Linked DNA regions of Mus musculus: all the other regions are linked to region 1. A link is a contact called in public Micro-C and promoter capture Hi-C data. All regions are on one chromosome and are shown on one strand. Each heading gives the region's core, a stretch centred on a gene start, on an enhancer-like site or on the middle of the called end of the contact. The rest is flanking DNA. Distances are from core to core; before and after follow the strand shown.

Region 1 (4,254 bases), core at 1,525-4,024:
TGGTGGCACACATCTTTAGCTCCAGCACTTGGAAGGCAGAGGCAGGCAGATGTCAGTGAGTTGAATATATATGTATGTGTGTGTGTGTGTGTGTGTGTGTGTGTGTGTGTGTGTGTACATATATATTCATATTCCTTATGGCTTGAATATGAGGCATATTTCTTATACCTTGAACTCACACACCACACAAGTCTCTTCACAAAGGACTGTCACCATGACATAGAAGCTGAAATAAACTGTTTCCTTCCCAAGTTGTTTTGGGTCATGGTGCTTTATTACAGCAAAGAAACCTAACTAAGACAATATCCCAATTGTCCAGTTATACTTCACTCAGACTCTGTGTACAAGAGCATATGAAATTATTTTAAAAGGAGGTAACTTTGTTATTCTAGTAAGCAATGAGCATCTTATATAAAAAGACCAACCTAGACACAGAATATAGTCTCCACCTTTAGAGTCTAATGGAGAAAGAACTACATAATAAATATTCTGATCCTCCTGCCTCCACCTTCTGAATGCTAAATTTTTTTATGTCATGGAGGTGAATCTAATTTAAGATCCAAGTAGGTAATCCAGTGTAATGGCACACAACTTTAATCCCAGCACTTAGGAAGCAGAGGCAGGTGAATTTCTGTGAATTCGAGGCCAGCCTGGTCTATGGAATGAGTTCTAGGATAGCCAGAGCTACACAGAGAAACCCTGTCTCGAAGGGAAAAAAAATCCAAGTAGTTGATAAACTTTCCATAACTAATACTGAATAATCTATTGTTTCCTTTTGATTTAGAGTTTCCCAAAGCTTTTTGGTTTTAGCAATCCTGTCGGTGTTAGCATCTGATTCCATGTCTGTTCAATGGAGGTATAGCACTCTGATTGCTTCTTAAATAGAGAACTTTCTTAAAATATCACAACTGTTCTCATTGTGGAAGCCTGAAATCACACTCTGTGAAAACAAAACCAAATTCTATTTAGTCTCCGAAGGGCTCCTGCCTCAAGTGTGCCTTACCGTGAAAGATTAGGTCAAGACAACAGGAGACAAGGGAGGGTCTGATTCTAGTCCATATGCTAGACCTCCTTTCTGTACACAAATCTATATTAGGGGAGACTTAGTCTTGACCCTATAGTCTCTTAATTATCCCACAGTACTTCCTGCACTGCCTGGCAAGGTGGTAAATACCAATAATCCCATCATTTGGGAGGTGTCGGCAGGAGGATCAGTAGCTCACCGTCACTCTTGGCTATGAGTTCCAGGTTAGCTTGAATGGCATAAGACCTGTTTCTAAAGACAAAACAAACAAAATCCCCAAGCCAAGCCAAGCCAACCCTTTCTACAATGATGAAAATGTCTTATCACAGCCAATAATGCAGCCAGCACTTGAAGTTTGGCTAAGACACAAGAGGAAACTGAACTACTAAAATTTAATTTACAATGCCACATATGGTTACTTATTGGCCATTGTAGTAACTATGAAGACTGGTTGGCCTATAAATTGTACGTTTCCTTGGATTTAAGTTTCAATATTTCATTATCATTGCTAAAATAAAAAAAAAAAGCAAAGTACTTTTTGCCTGGCCAAGTCCTGTCCTCAGTGAGAAAGAGGCTTCTAATTAAGGAGCAATAATGACCAATTTTTAACCTAAAAATAAGCCAGATTGTGAAACTTGACTATGGGATTGCAAGTCCCCATCACTGCAAAAATAAAACAAAATAAAAAACATATGAGGAGGGGATGAGGAAAATGGCTCAGTGAAACACAAGCATGGGGTTCTGTTTGAGTCCCTGCATTCAAATAGAACCTGGGTACAACCTCAGCGTTTGTAACTTCAGTGCTATGGGGGAAAGGGGACAGGCAGAGGGACAGGTGAGAGAATTTGCTGGCCTTCCAGTCTAGCAGGCATGTCAGCTTCAAGTTTAATGGGACCCTGTCTATTAAATTTAAGGTAGGAGCACTAGAGGATGGCCTCGACCTCTGGCCTCCATATGTGCTCGTATGGGCCAGCTCACCAGCACACACAAATACAAACACTTCATGCATGCACACACACCTACTCCACACCACACATACATGACACGCGCACACACACTCACACACGGTAGGGAGGCAGGTGCGGTGTCACTGTGTGTCACTATTCCACAGTGGAATAGATGCGTCCAAGTAGGCAGGTGACAATATAAGGGGAAATCGGTTAGAAGTCAATTCCCTTTCTCAAGGAAGCCTGGGCTAGCGTCCCAGAAGACAGTGAGTGACTGCTGTCTCATGTATATAGAAAGGGAGACACCGCTTCTCAGAAACGGGGTTCTCCCAGGAGCTGAACTGGAGTAGGATGGCCACGGAGGTACTTAGGCTGCTAGATACAAGCTGTATGCAACAAACATGAAGTTGACAGGGGTTTCAAAGTTTGGGGGTTGGTGAATGGGAGAGGGTAACCTGAGAAACAGGGTAGAATGGTTAATTTCTTATGGAGACAAAGTGGGTGGAGGACCCCAGTGATAACGGAGAGAGCGTTCATGAGATAGGGGCTCTCTCTGATGAGAGGGACACAGACTCAGTGGCAGCCACCAAGAATCAGGACACCTGCCTGGTCCCAAGGTCGCAGCTGCTTCCGAGGTCCCAGCGGCTGGTTTGAGAAGCTACAGGTCAGGGTTGGGCGTCCAGAGCATCTGCCCCACGCGAGGCGGACGGCGGTCAGCAGTGAATCCGGAGCTGAGACCCGAGATCCGCGCGTGCGCAGAGCGCGGCTGCGGCCCTCGAGGCCGCCGGGAAGTTGTGAGCGCGGAGGCGCGCACGCGGGGCCCCAGCCGCGCGCAGCCGCGGTCTCCCTAGTTGTGTCCCTCAGCCGCGGTCGCCGTAGCTCTCGACGCGGTCGTCCCCGCCGAGCCGCGGGCGCCGCCGCAGGGAGGGAGCGGCGCTGCGGCCGCCGCCGTCCGAGGACGCCCCGTATTCCGGGGCCCGGCACGGTGGCTGCCCGCTCGCCGAGCGCAGCCCGCCTAGGAGGAAGGCGGCGGCTTGCGTCCAGCGGGCCGCCGGAGCCGGGAGGAGACCATGTCCGTGAGGCGCCCTCAGTTCTCCACGACCGAGCGCGTCATCAAAGGTGCCGAGCGCGCCGCGGGGAACGGCCCTCGCCGGGCGACGGCTCGGGGACTCGAGGAGCGGGGATGGAGGCAGCGGCGGGAGGCGCTGCAGGGCGCGGGGAGGACCGGGCTGCTGTCCGCCGGCGTCCCCGGTGACTGCTGGACGGGTACCTAGCGGGAGGTGGATAGAGCGACCGCGCCCGCCATCCACTCCCGAAGCATCCAGGCGGTTTCTCCTGATTCCCCACTTTTTGGTCTTTCATCTGGGGACACCGTCTGGGTTGTGTGAGCAGGGAGTTCTCTTGACTCACCCAAGTCATGCCTTTCCTTAGGCTCAGCTCTTTTTTGACAGCTCCTTACCAAACCCTTTAAAAAATTATTTTTGAGGGGTGTGGTGGGTATACTGTGCACGTTTGGCTCACTTTCTCTACATATCCCAAGTCATTGCTTTTATTAAAAGAAACAAGATGATAGTGACACAGTCTTCTTAAAAGGGCTTACAAGTTTTGGCTATAAGGACTTGGTGAATAATAATCTCCCAGATGTCTCTCATTATATCTGATATTCAGTTATTCTAAGGAAACACGAAAGTGTTTCTAAATCTTCTGAGTTTATGATATAGTTTCTGCCCTTTACCCAAAAGGACCTGTCTAACATAACCACTGATTCACATGCTTCTATTGTCCGACTTCTAAGACCCCTCCATAATAATAGTTGGTTTGAAAGCACTGTTTTCTAAGAAGGTGCTATGCTTAGACCAGTTATTTCTGAGTGAGGTGGTTTTCACCATAGTGGGAAAAAACTAAAAATTATTTCCCCGTTTCATTTTGATATTAGGAGACAGGAAACTAAGATTAGTAATGATAATTTTTTTTTTAAATAAGGGGGAGCCTATTGAGTGCTCAGAGAGAGAAGGATAGTATTGGTGTCATAAATGTTAGTTATCTGCCTTGGCAGACAGTACTTTTGAGACTTATTTCCTCAGAATTTGGAATCATTAGGGATTGAAGTCAATTGTTCATAGAATGGACTTAGTCCTTTAACAGCTAGAGTGCCATGACGGTCTTCGTGGAAGGCTTTATAGCATTTAAGCCATGAGGAAGATCTGAGCCTCTTAATACACAGGAATCACTTCTACAACCTTCCCTGGTGAAGCAAGGTCATGGTGGACATTAACTTCTGAA
Region 2 (4,434 bases), core at 1,006-3,505, 210 kb after region 1:
CACGCGTGGGGCCGCTCGTGGAGCGGGGTCTTGCTAGGCCGATTGGGGTACTTGCGGGGCCGGATGGGCTTGAGAGTGAGCGGCGGTTGGGGCAGGCTGCCGAATCCCGGGTGGATCTGCTTGTCTTTGAAGGCCTTGATGGTCTCCAGTGGGGTAATAGGGGGTGGGTTGACCCGGATGGGGTCCATGCCCTGGAAGGGCTTATGTTCCGGAATGGAGCCCATGTCGTTGGGATGGTGGTACAGGTTGTAGTCAGGAATCATGGGGAAAAGATTGCTGTCCAAGGCCGGCTTGGCCGATTGGTAATCCTGGGGGGAATAGGCGAGCCCAGGGTTTCCCTGGGGGTCGTGGAAAGACACGGGCTCCGAGTAGAGATCGCCGCAGTTGGAATAAGGAGGCAGCGCCGGATACATGGCCTCCACGTCTCCCTGAGGAGGCTGCACCATGCTAGCCGTGGACGTCTGCGTACTGAGCGCCCCTGAGGCCGGGGGCACCCCCAAGATGCCGGCACTCATGAGGCTAATGATGTTGTCCTGGCACCAGTTGGAAGGAGAGTCGAAAGCGAACTTTCCCAAGTAGGTCACGGTCTTGTTGCCGGGGGCTGGCTGGAAAGAGCTCGAATAAGAGAGTTCCGGATTGGGCTTCTCGTTGGTCAGACCGATGTCCATCACATTCTCTGCGGAGAGCGGGGGAGAGAGGGGAGGGGTGAGTGAAGCCGAGCCGGCTCCCGGCCGCGGCGCCCAGGTCCTTGCCCAGGAGTAGAGGGTGCGGCCGGCTGGAGTGCGCAGCGCGTGGGGTAAGAGGAACGCCGAGCCCGGCGCAAAGCGGGCGGTGCCGCGCTCCCCGGCGCAACCTGGATACAGCAAAATACTACGGATCGGGGTGTGGAGTGGCTCCGGCACACACACCGCACACGCCGCGCACACACTCACGTACCACACACAGACACGCACGCGCGCAAGAGAGCATTGTTGTTCTTCCCGAGGTGGGGCGGACAGGTAGCTGCAGCTACAGGTAGTTTCAGACCCGGAGCGCGCCCGGCTCTCGCTCTCCAGCACACACAACTCGGCCTCTTCCCCCGGCCCTGTCTACTCCAAGACGCCGCGCCTTCATGCCCCAAGCGAGGTCCCCCTACGCGCGCTGAGCCCGGGTGGCCGACCCAAAGAGCTTCGACGCTTTTGTCCTCGGAGCGCAGAAGGGTGCCGCCCGTAAAGGGAGCCTCTCCCGGCCCCAGTCTCCTCCCGGCCTGAAGGAGCTTTCTGCTCGGGCTGGAGGGGAAAAGCCTAAACCCAGCTAAGGAGAGTGGAGAGCGGCGGAAAACCAGCCCATGTCTCCACGGCGGGAGCGGCCGCCGTTCCCAAGCTCCCGGGTCCCAGGATCGCCCCCGGTGGCAAACCCTTTCCCCCGCCCCGTGGGTGAGCCCCCTCCCTCTCCCCACCGTCCCCACACCCCCAATGGCTTTGCTGAACGCCCCGGAAAGGCAGCGTCGCAGTACCTCTCCCACCGTGGGGACTCCACGCCGCACATGGCTCCATCCCGGGTGGGAGGCTGAGGGAGTAAGGAGGGGGGAGAGCGCGGGTGAAAAAGACGCTGGGCTCCTCCCGAGAAAGGGGGCTACAGCACCACGCCTTGCACGCAGCCCAGCGATCGGGCCCCCTGCGTGGGGAGGGAGAACCCCAGAGCTGCTCGCACCTACCTCCCTCCAGTCGGCGGCTGCCCCCACCCGGGAGAACCGAAGCCTCAACCGTGGCGTCTCCAACCAAGCCTTCCCGATCTCGGAGGGCGGGAGGAGTGGGTGGGAAAAGCAACTCGCCCCCCAGAAAATTCCCAGCGCGCCCCCCATCTTTCCATCCGTCTCTCCATCCATCCATTTCTGCATCCATCGATATGTGCATCCATCGCTAGCTCGCTCCCTCCTCCTCGTCCTCCCCCTTTCCTTCCTCGCTGCCTCGCCGCCTCACCGCCACCCTTACCTGTAGCCATCTGATTGTAATGGGCTACCGAGTCGCTGCTGCCGGAGAAGAGGTTGAGCGCGCTGGGGATCTCCTCGGGGTACAGATTGTCAGGCAATTGATTTAGCAAACTGCTCATGGTCACCGGCAGCTTCTCGGCGAGTTTGCCGGTCATAGCACTCCCGAGCTACCGCCGCCACCGCCGCCGCCGCCACCGCCGCCGCCGCCTGTTCCTAACGCAGCTTCCAGGCGAGCGGCATCCGAGAGGCGATCCGTGGTGCAGGGGAAAAGCATGCGAGAGGGAAAGTTCGGAGGGAGGGGGGAGTGAAAAGGGGAAGGGGTGGGTCAGGGGAGGGGATCTATTCTTTTTTGGAGGGGTGGATGGGAGAGGGGCAAAGAGGGTAATCCTCTCGGGTGCCTCGGCTGGTGCGGTGCGACGCTGGGTCGTGGGGGTGGGGTGGGGCGTGTGCGAGGAGTGGGATGGGGGCTGGGCTGGGGGGGTGATCTAGGCTCCAGGGGGTCAGACGCGGCTTCAGTATTGATCTCACAGACACGAGCCCGCCGACCCCCCCCGCCCCCCGATCTGCCACAGCCGCCGCCGCCGCTGCCGCCGCCACCTCCTCTGCTGCTGCTGCCGCCGCCGCTGCTATCACCACCAACCAGCCCCGCCGCTTCCTAGCTAGCTCACTGCTGCCCAAAAGCTCCCAGCCAGGGAACTCCACCAGTCTATTTATCTGAGCCCCGGGAAAGCTCCGTGACGTAGCTGCCCATATATGGACAGACAAAGCCCAGCCGAAGGGGCGCGACGTCACAATGGAAGCTCCTCACAATGGAACATTAGAAAGCAGGAAGCGGGCCGCAGCCAACGTGCAGCGCCCGCACCGCTCTCCGTTCTTTAAAAAAAAAAAAAAAAAAAAAAAAAAAGTCAATTAGATTAGAAAGAAGGAAAGCGAGAAGAGAAAAAAGAAAGAGGGACGAAGCCGAATGCAAAGCGCGCGATGCGCAGTGCACAGTTGAAAAACCCTGTAACTAAACATGTAGGTTTTTATTTGAGGACAGCATTAGAGACAGAATTTAGTCGTTGGAGGAGTGGAGTTGTTTGCAATTGGTCTCCAGCACTCCCAGCATTTAGAAAGAGTTCAGTACACCAGGACACAGGTTCCTTAGCAGTCTAGGAATGGGAGAGGTGACCGCTTCAAGCCAGGCTCCCCCACACAACTTCTGTCTTTCCTTCTTATCCTTGACTGGATTCAGATGGAGAGATGAAGTATTTTCCTTTGGGGAAGGGGTTCTAATGTCCTAAGGCTTCTTATTCTTGGACACTTAGAACTTTCGTGCGGACATCATTCTGATTCACCGCCCGCAGCCCCGGCCCCTCCCTTGGGGTTCCTGACCCCGCGCTGACTCTCAGTTGAGCGCAGTGGCCCGGGAATGTGTAGCGGATTAGCTAGTTGCGCAGTGGGCAAGAACTTTTAGGGGCGAGGGTATGAGGGTTTTGTTGTTGTTGTTGTTGTTGTGGAGATTAGGAAAGAGTGAAGTTTAGGGGATAGAAAACACGTGCACCAAATAATTCCCAGATAAATTCCCTAACGGTTCTAAAGCAAACCCCTTTGGCCACAGGATGGCAGGAGGGCCCAGCAGGCCGGGGCACAGTCGCTATCTACTGCAGCCGGCGAAGGGCTTGCGGCTGAGTTACTGCGGGAAGATGTGAAACCCACAGATTCTAAGCCACCAAGGCGGTCTCCTCCAGTCTCTACTCTCTGTCTCCCGCAGGGTTGTCCTCATTGCTGCCTGAGGGTGCCTTGCAGTCAAGGGCGGCCCCCTGTGCCGACCCAGGGTGCTGTCACCTCGACAGCGGATCCCGGGGGTGGGTGATGTGTTCCCCGAGGCCTGCTCCTGAAGCGCGCAGCCTGGCTGAGAGCGAGGGGGAGGAGAGGGAGGGAGCACGGAGGCGCGACCCCGAATCACACCGGGTTGGCGGGGGAGGATTCCCTCCTCAGTGGCCGCGTGGGCGCGGTGAATCCCGCGGCCCCCGCTGGAGAGTCGGGGTTGGGGGAACTTGCATCTCTCAGGGGGAGTGGGAGTGTTGACAAGAAGGAAGAGAGGATCCCCGGGCCTCACGCCGTGGGAGGTCCATGCGGGGCCGGGGGACGCGTGGGAGGAACTCCCTAGCTGCGCATTGTGATGGGGGTGGATGACAACCTCACTCCCTCTTCCCTCCCCTCAGTTTGGAGGAGAACATTGGGTGGGAAGGGCCCAGACTCCCCCGGATCTCCTCTAGCTCTTAGGGAAGGAGGGATTCCCGCCGCCCGTGAGCCCCCATCTCTGCCACCCCCACCTCCTCTCCCTCCAGGCTACCCATTCCTGTGCTCTAGAGGCTTTGCGCCCCCGGGTTCTCCTCCGCCCGCGCGGCGCGGGGAGACTGCGCGCTGCAGCGGTCCCGGGCTTCGGCCGGAATCAGGGCATGCAGCGCTTCCCGCCC
Region 3 (3,841 bases), core at 255-2,754, 230 kb before region 1:
GTTGAGTAGAGGGACATGTGAAAGGATGACTAGCGTACCCTGTGTAGTATTGATGTTTCTGGATCAGACATGTTCTCCTCTCTCCATGGACCTGTGTCCTGCCATCCCTACCAGCTCTCAGGTGGCCCTGCTAAGTTGTTGGCCTTGGCTGAGCTTAGACATGACCTATGGGCTTCTACATCCAACCCAGTCCCTCTCTGAATTTGTGAGGAAACTGATCCTCGAGAATTACCAACTTAGTGTCCCACACTAAATAAAGCAGGTGACATTGAAAGTAGGTGTTCTTTCCAGGCCAAGCCCTCCACACCCACCTCTAAGCTGGGCCAGGAGGAAGGGCATGATACTGGTTCCGAGTCCGATTCTTCCGGGAGAGACCTGGCTTTCCTAGGCCTTGCTGTGAGCACCCTGTGTGGAGAGCTACCACTCTACTATATCTAGCATCCACAGGTGAGCAACAGTACCTTTCAGGGTGCCTGGGCAACACTGGCAGGGCTTGGGCTGCCTGCTTTGTCAGGGGACCTACTAGGTATCTCTTAAAGTCAGTGGTCTCGGGAGCTCGGAGGATGGAGGGTTCCCAGACACATCCCACACTGGACCCAAGCGGGTGGCTTCTTCAGTCCCCATAAGCATTAGTTCTTTGCTTCACAGGGTCGGTAGAAACCGCAGCGGGACAGGAAAGACCCTCCGCAAAGGGTCTTTGTCAGACAAGCAGGAAGCTGCTCCTGCCCAGAAACCGGTGGAAGTCTGTAAAGGAAAGGTGTCTCTCCTACGGGCCAGGGGGATCCTATCACAAAAGAATAAAGCAGCCTGATTGGAAAACAAAGAGTGGCGCTTCTTTTCTTTCACATTTTCTCAGCTCGGCTTCTAGCAGAAGCCGTCCTAGGAAGGAGAGGGTTTGGAGAGTTGGGGCGCTTTGCCACGTCCTTTCTAAGAGTGATGGAGGTTTGGTCCTACCCCAGGTAATGGGGAACAGAGCAAAAGGCAGGGACAGAGGACGGGACCTGGGTGCCATACACGGGTGTTAGGCGCCCTCCAGCGGTGTGTCCACAAGGAAGGACAGCGACAGAGACAGGCAGGGAGACAGCTAGACAGAGAGACAGTGAGAAGCGAGAGAGCCGAGATCTAAGACAGACAGACTCTGGAGTCTCTGGGAGAGAACGATCGATCGCTGATCCAGTGTCTAAGAGGAAGGAACGGACCTGACAGCGTGTCCCGTGCCCGGAGGCACTCCGCCTGGTACAGGACAGCGGCCTGTAGGGGGCCCCTCGCGGAGCGGTGCCTCCGGGCATCCCTGGCCCGCGCCCCCTCCCCGGCCCCTGCCCCAGTCCCAGGCAGCGGATTCCCCTCCGGGGCGGGCGGTGCTACTCTCGTCCTCCCCGCCCGGCTGGCGTGCTTCCCGGCCCGGCCGAGCACGGTCCCGGCCCCGAGGGGGGCTGAGCTGGGCGAAAACCCGCCCTCCAGCGAGCTCATTTCCCTAAAAGGGGGGGTGGGGTGGGGAGTGGGAGGGCGGCGAGAAAAGAAAGGGAGCGACCGAGAGGAGGGCGAGGGGACGCCGGAGCCCAGGGCCGGAGAGAGCCGGGCCGAGCGGGGGGCGGGAGACAGGAAACGGGACGGGAAGAGGTGGCCTCGGGGGGAGAGCGCCTCCCCTTCGCCTTCAGCGCTCCCTTCCCCGTCGCCCCGCTCCCGCGTCCGGGCGCGACCGCCACCGCCACCGCCGCCCGCCAGCATGCCCGGCGTGGCCCGCCCGCCGCTGCCGCTGCTGTCGCTGCCGCTGCTACTGCTGCTGCTGCTGCTCCCGCGCGCCGGCCGGCCGCTGGACTTGGCCGACTACACCTACGACCTGGGCGAGGAGGACGCCCCGGAGCTCCTCAACTACAAAGACCCTTGCAAGGCGGGTGAGCGACCCCCGGCTCCCCCAGGGCGCACGGAAGCCGGGCGTGGGCAGGCTGGGATCGAGGCTCCCGGCCGGGCAGGGGTTGGGGTTGGGGTTGTAGTTGGGGTTGGGGGAGGACAGTCCAGTGTGGGAAGCTGGGAGCTGCTTGGTTGGCAATGCAGTGGGGGAACAAAAGACCGAGGGAGAAAGGGAGGGGGAAGTTTGGGGGACTTTTAGGACTGAAGTTTTGCTGCTGTTTGTGGAAACTGCTGCGGCTGCCGTTCGCCTTCACAGAGGAATCCTGGGGAAACCTCCCTCGGTCCCAGCGAATCCCGCTGGCAAGGAGGCTTTTTCTCCACCGGGAAACTTTACTGGCCAAACTGTGTGTGTGTGTGTGTGTGTGTGTGTGTGTGTGTGTGTGTCCGTCCGTCCGTCCGTCCGTGTCCCTTCTCCCCTATCCCTCCTGCTTTGTGGAATACTGGTGTTTGCCTGCTTGTCTGTTTGCCATAGTGCCGCACAGCACATCTGTCTGGTTTGATGCCCAGAAAGAAGGCCTGCAGCTCCAAAGGGATAGATTTTCCCGGCTTCTCAGCCCAGTGGAAGGAGAAAGTTTTTCAGGAGGTTCTATGGAATACTTCTTCATAGGCAATCCTATGAATCTAGCCAGCAGCAGGAGCTCTCTGAACACTCAAGAGACAGCTGTCAAAGTCAGAGAAATTGGCGGCAGGGGTGGGGGCTTGGGGGGCACAGGGGGACTTACCTGTGCCTTTGTGTGCCAGGAGAGCTTTGCCAGAGCTCAGTTAGGTTAGCAAATGAGTCTCACAAAGAGGTCTCAGATATTCTACATCAGCTCTCTCGCCCTACAGACACCTGAGGCTAATTAGTCAAGTCAGGGCTTCTAGTGTGTGTGTGTGTGTGTGTGTGTGTGTGTGTGTGTGTGTGTGTGTGTGTGATCTTTGTTCATGAGGACTCTCCTGCTGTGATTCCCTTGGAGTGACCAGATGACCAGACACACTCAGGCCATTGGCCTAATTGATGTTCCCAAGCAGGCTGTCTGGAATACACTGGGGACAAGTTATCACAACTTTTCCTCGACTTCCCGCTTCTGACTTCAGCCTGTCTGCGAAGAGCTAGAGCCAGGGATTGGGACACAAGAAATGGACACAAAGTTTTGGGACAGGCAGCTACAATCTTGAGCACAGAGGACCTAATCAGGGACTCTCCTTGCTCCATCCACCCTTAGGTAGGATAGGGACCATTTTACAGGACAGGACAAACCAAACCCTTCAGTCTTTCCTCTTCCATGCCTGGTATGCTGTAGGCAAACCAGGACAGTAAAAGTCTCCATCACATCGTGCGTGGTAGGAGGGCAGGAGGAAGAATGAGCAAGGCATGAAATCTGAAGGACTCATTAGCCACCAGGAAGGCTGAGCACAGTCTCTGAACTTAAGTTCCTCATTAGAGAACTAGCTGGTGGGTAAGGGCTAAATCTGAGAACATATATAATTCACTTATTATTAACACACAGCAGACACTATATAAATGTTCATTTCCTGTGCTCTGTGCCTCCAGCTCTTGATCAATGTCTTTGAGAGGGTGTGGATTTGGATTTTAGAAAAAGCTAACATCTCTCTGACCCTGTACGGTGTCTCATATCCATTCAGTGATGTTCGTTTCTTGATATGTCTCAGGGCTGGGTTTGATGTTGTGGGAGGTGCAGAGAGTTGCCAGACAGATCTCGGTCCTTAAAGAGATCACGTTCTAAGCAAGTGTCCAAGAGCACACTAATGTTACACAGCATAATTCAGGAAGATTAGGGTCCCTCATCATCTCTTCGTTCCTGGTGATGGGGAGGGCAGAGCAAAGTGGTTTGAAGGTGTGTGGGAAGGTTTGTAGAGTGGAGATTTTTTGTGGAGGCACCAGGACAGGAGCACAGCCTCAAAGAATGGATAGGAAGCTATGCTCATG
Region 4 (3,929 bases), core at 1,380-3,879, 190 kb after region 1:
TTCCTTCCAAATCGGGCAGACCACTGAGTTGCCTTGCTGGAAGGCTAATGGGTAGGTGGGTGGTGGTAGTGCAGGTACTCACTAAATAAACAGGGGTTATGCAGGCTGCCTGCACAGTGAAAGAAACAAACAAAGACCTCTTACTCTTCCTGCAAAGTCCACAGTGTGCAAAGGGCATCAATATTGGACATTTCTCACTGTGACATTTTGAAAGGACAGCCTAGTCCAGAACAATGGATACCCTTTGGGCACCACGGACCACAGCAGCCTCAGGCCTTATTTAACTAGGCTTGGCCTAGTCCATGTACTTGGTGAACTTGACCTTGGGCATCAGCCTCCCATGATGGCTCTACGTCACTCTGGTCTCTTCCCCTAGTGAAAATTCCAATCTCAGATGAATGGATGGATTCATTCTGGGAGCAGAAAAACCACGCTGCGAGTGAGTCAGAAGGACCCAACTCTCGTTCCCCTGCCAGCCATTGAGCTAGGAACTGAGTGCGATTGTGTGCCCAGGCACGGGCGTTGGTCCCCTCTCTGGGAGAGAGGGTCAGGGTCCACGCAAGAGATGACGTAGAAGCCCTCGAAGCAGGAAGAGAAATGGATCTCTTCCTTCAGGGACAAAGCCATGCTTTTGGTTGTGACCCTCCGTCCAAAGAGGCACTAAGATGTGCTTGTACTGGCCAAGTAGTTCATGACAACCTCAGCCCTGTTAGTGGCTGCCAATTCCAAGTCTCTCCAACCTGATGGGCTTTGTTGGAAAATGGTTTGGAAAAAAAAATGCTAGTTTTCAAGAAAAGGAGGAGGAAGAGGAGGAGAAGGAAGAAGAGGAGGAGGAAGAGGAGGAGGAGCCCATTCAGAGAACCAACACCTCTAGTGGCCTCTGTTCCACTTATTCTATTTTTTTTTTTTAAAATAGAAATGTCAGTCTAAACGGAAAGCACCTATACTTTCTTTTTTATTTTTAAAAATTAGGCAAGAGAGATTCAAAGATTCAAGGTGCATAAACCAAGATGACTTCTAGCATCATGAAGCTGGAGGTACACAGACTGATGCTTAAAAGAAACGACTCTGCTTCAGGAGATTTCCCTTTAGCAAAGGGAACTGAGGAAGTGCCCCTTGACCTGTCACTAGCTAAGCTGTAACAAGATGGGGAAGTTAGCTTTTAGGGGTTCCAGCTTTCTGTGGGCCTCTTGGAGGAAGAGGTTGAGGGGAAATGAGTATCTCCTGCTGAGGCTTATTAGAGCTTCGCGGGTGTGTGTGTGTGTGTGTGTGTGTGTGTGTTCTGTTCCCTGCTTCTCCAGCTGTCTGACATTTGTCCACCAATTAACCTCAGTCTGAGAAGCAGGTGGAGGAAGGGGCAGAAGTGGTTTACACTGTACATTAGAAAGCTATCCTTGACATTGACTGACATTAGCTGCTTGTGGCGAAAGCTTGGTCTCCACTGGTGGTCAAGTGTGAAAGCCTTCTCAGAGGGTGTCTAGCTAATTTCATTCATTCATAGCTGATTATCATGCACTTATTTTGCATAACAGACTGGGCTCTGAGCAAGTCCAGCCCCCTACATTAATGCACCTTGGGATCTAAAGAGGGCTGATTAATCTCATACTTCCTTGGAGGCCAATTTATTCATACAAATGCATTGTAAACAGTTAGGAGTTTGAGTGGGGACCATGGACACACAGGCTCTTGGGCCTAATGGTAAAGACATTGACAGCCTTTAAAGAAGCCCTAGGAAGACAGAAAATTTATGACTTTTCATCTGCACGTAAAAACAAAAACAAAAACCCCAGAGCAACAATTAAGGACCAGCTTTTGGGGAAAGAGGACCTTCCACATTAGGCTAATCACAAACAGGAAGTATCCACCGTGAGCTCCCCCCACCCCCATCTGCAGCTGTGACATTCCAGCTCTATGGCTCCTTGGTTTGACGATCCCCATAAAGTTTAAGCTATGTCTATCTTAGAGAGAGGGCAGTGGGGTCACAGCCCTGGAAAGATTCAAACAGTCCAATCACACATTAAATGTGTGTGTGTGTGTGTGTGTGTGTGTGTGTGTGTGTGGTGCAATTCTGATCCTTCCCATGTGAGAATCAACTTTTACATTTTTAAAAAGAATTTCGTCTTTTGAGGCACTGTTAGGTGATGTTATTCCAGTTGTCTGAAAGCAGCTGGATTTTGGTCACAGAACTGTGCCTAGTCTGCCTCAATGAGCAACACAGCTCCGGAGCAGATAAGCGCGGTGTAGAGATGCCCACGGGAGCGAAGGAGGACACTGACTCCACCTCAATGGATAGCTGAGAGAAGAGGGAAGAGGGACTCCTCACGCCAAGGAGGTGAAAGGAAATGCGATGGGAGAAAGGGCAGGCAACAGGGATCAGACGCGGGTCCAAGGCTAAGGGATCCTCCTCGGGAGTCTGGCCGAGAGATGGAGCCTCCGGGAGAGCACCGAGGAGGCTCCCGGAACCGCTTAGGAGCAGGGCTGTCGGGCCGCCCTGGCTCCAGCCGACGCCACCCGGCCTCACTCACCAGCTCATGGTCCTAAACCCACGCCGACTGCCGGGGTCCTCGGTAGAAAAGTAGGTTCTCGAGGATCACTTCCGGATTCGGCCAGTCTCCAGGAAGTGATGAGGGACACGCCCCCTTATGCCCGGAAGAGGCGGGAGGGAGGCGGGCCCACGCGTTAACACTTTGTTCTCTTGTTGTTTGAGGCGGACTTTCTTTGCGGGACGTGGTTGCGCTCCGGCCCTGCTTTTAAGGCTCTGTGCGTAGAACCCATCACGGGCTGCAGTTTCTGTCTGATATGGGGTTTCTAACTCGGAGACACAAGCGGCGACAGGGGAAGGAGCTAGAGGAGACACAGTAGACGGGAAGCTTGCGCTTTGCTCTACACACTTTCGTATTGAAAATGTTGCATGTCTCACCTACATCACCTGGGTCCCCTCCCCCCTCTTCAAGAAGGTTCGGGGTTCGAATGGAAACAGAGTTAAGTGCTTTTCAGGGTGGACTAGTCTGTGAAGCTATTCAATGAGGGAAGATTCAGAAAGCCCGGTGTGATGACAGACAGGTATCTGCAATCCCCGAATTCTGGAGGTTGAGGCAGGGAGAGGTCATGAGTTCGAGGCTAATGTTGACAACATGGCCCATCTGGGCTTCACAATCAATCCAGTCTTAAGAGAAAACAATACACCAAAGCCTAGCAAACAAAACAACAACAACAGGAGTAGAAGGCCTCGGCAATGTTAGGAAAAATCCTAACAAGTTGCTGGACAGGCTGTTAGGGGCCCCTGGAGCTGTGCATGGGGTTTTAGAAGAATAAGATCTAAGCAAACAGCTTGCATTGGGCCTCAGAATTCAGAGCCCCAGTGTACCACAAACTACCTAGAGTTATACGCTGAACCGAGTTTCTCTGCCCAAGTTCCTGCTTTAGAAGCCAGAAACTCAAGCAGAGAGAACCGTTCCAATCCTCTCTCCTGACCTCTCTAGGACTTCGCTTTCTTCAAATGTACCTGGAGGGTTGTAGGCACAGCCAGGGGAGCAGCTAAGTCCCTATGACCTAGAGCAGAGGTATATACAACGTGTCCCAAATTCCCAGGGCCCAGGGGCTCAGAGGAGGAGGAACAAGGGATGGCTTTTAGTTTTAAAAAGGCTTTCCAATAGGAGGTGGCTCCCTCAAGACATGTCACAGACCATCACCATGCTATTTCTTCAGGAAATAAGTAAGCAGGAGCAAAGGAGTGGTCTTGAAGAGAATAGAAGACCCAGAATCCTTGACAAACAGCTGAGGCAGAGAGCATGGGTTGGGAGAGTCTTGCAGCTTTGTATGGGGTGAGATGAATGGAAACACTGTGTGATTGTGAGTCTCTTGGTGTTCCAGCACTTGTGGATGGCTCTGCCCCATTTCCCCCTGCCCCATACTCAGCCTCCCTCAGA

Evidence for each region. Promoter capture Hi-C pulls out the DNA fragments that hold promoters and counts their contacts. Hi-C and Micro-C count contacts between places; a contact is called where the count stands out from the background. Capture Hi-C pulls out chosen DNA fragments and counts their contacts.
Region 2: a Micro-C map of embryonic stem cells shows a contact between it and region 1, with 6 times the contacts expected there. The contact joins the promoter of Egr3 here to the promoter of Ppp3cc in region 1. A contact is called at or near these places in 7 of 39 promoter capture datasets (cranial neural crest, embryonic stem cells, frontonasal cranial neural crest and 3 more), 21 of 484 Hi-C or Micro-C datasets (B cells, CD4 T cells, CD8 T cells and 7 more), 1 of 115 datasets of contacts at active chromatin or transcription factors (effector CD8 T cells) and 2 of 9 other capture datasets (adipose tissue and liver).
Region 3: a promoter capture Hi-C map of embryonic stem cells shows a contact between it and region 1, with 9 read pairs. The contact joins the promoter of Bmp1 here to the promoter of Ppp3cc in region 1. A contact is called at or near these places in 4 of 39 promoter capture datasets (cranial neural crest and embryonic stem cells), 8 of 484 Hi-C or Micro-C datasets (embryonic stem cells, liver, uterus and 1 more) and 1 of 115 datasets of contacts at active chromatin or transcription factors (memory CD8 T cells).
Region 4: a promoter capture Hi-C map of pancreatic islet shows a contact between it and region 1. The contact joins the promoter of Bin3 here to the promoter of Ppp3cc in region 1. A contact is called at or near these places in 6 of 39 promoter capture datasets (the C10 cell line, cranial neural crest, embryonic stem cells and 3 more), 1 of 484 Hi-C or Micro-C datasets (myocytes), 2 of 115 datasets of contacts at active chromatin or transcription factors (bone marrow-derived macrophages and effector CD8 T cells) and 2 of 9 other capture datasets (adipose tissue and pancreatic islet).

The regions. Positions count from the first base shown.
Region 1 is chr14:70,288,017-70,292,270 of GRCm38.p6, reverse strand. It overlaps Ppp3cc (protein phosphatase 3, catalytic subunit, gamma isoform), which reads left to right and starts at 2,774. Exons shown (of 14, transcript NM_008915.3): 1 at 2,774-3,090. The coding sequence starts at 3,042.
Region 2 is chr14:70,075,138-70,079,571 of GRCm38.p6, reverse strand. Egr3 (early growth response 3) reads right to left here and starts at 2,255. Exons shown (of 2, transcript NM_018781.4): 1 at 1,974-2,255; 2 at 1-676. The coding sequence starts at 2,127.
Region 3 is chr14:70,517,923-70,521,763 of GRCm38.p6, reverse strand. Bmp1 (bone morphogenetic protein 1) reads left to right here and starts at 1,504. Exons shown (of 20, transcript NM_009755.3): 1 at 1,504-1,895. The coding sequence starts at 1,727. It overlaps Sftpc (surfactant associated protein C), which reads left to right. Exons shown (of 6, transcript NM_011359.2): 5 at 292-447; 6 at 649-823. The coding sequence ends at 438.
Region 4 is chr14:70,098,793-70,102,721 of GRCm38.p6, reverse strand. Bin3 (bridging integrator 3) reads right to left here and starts at 2,629. Exons shown (of 9, transcript NM_021328.4): 1 at 2,526-2,629. The coding sequence starts at 2,533.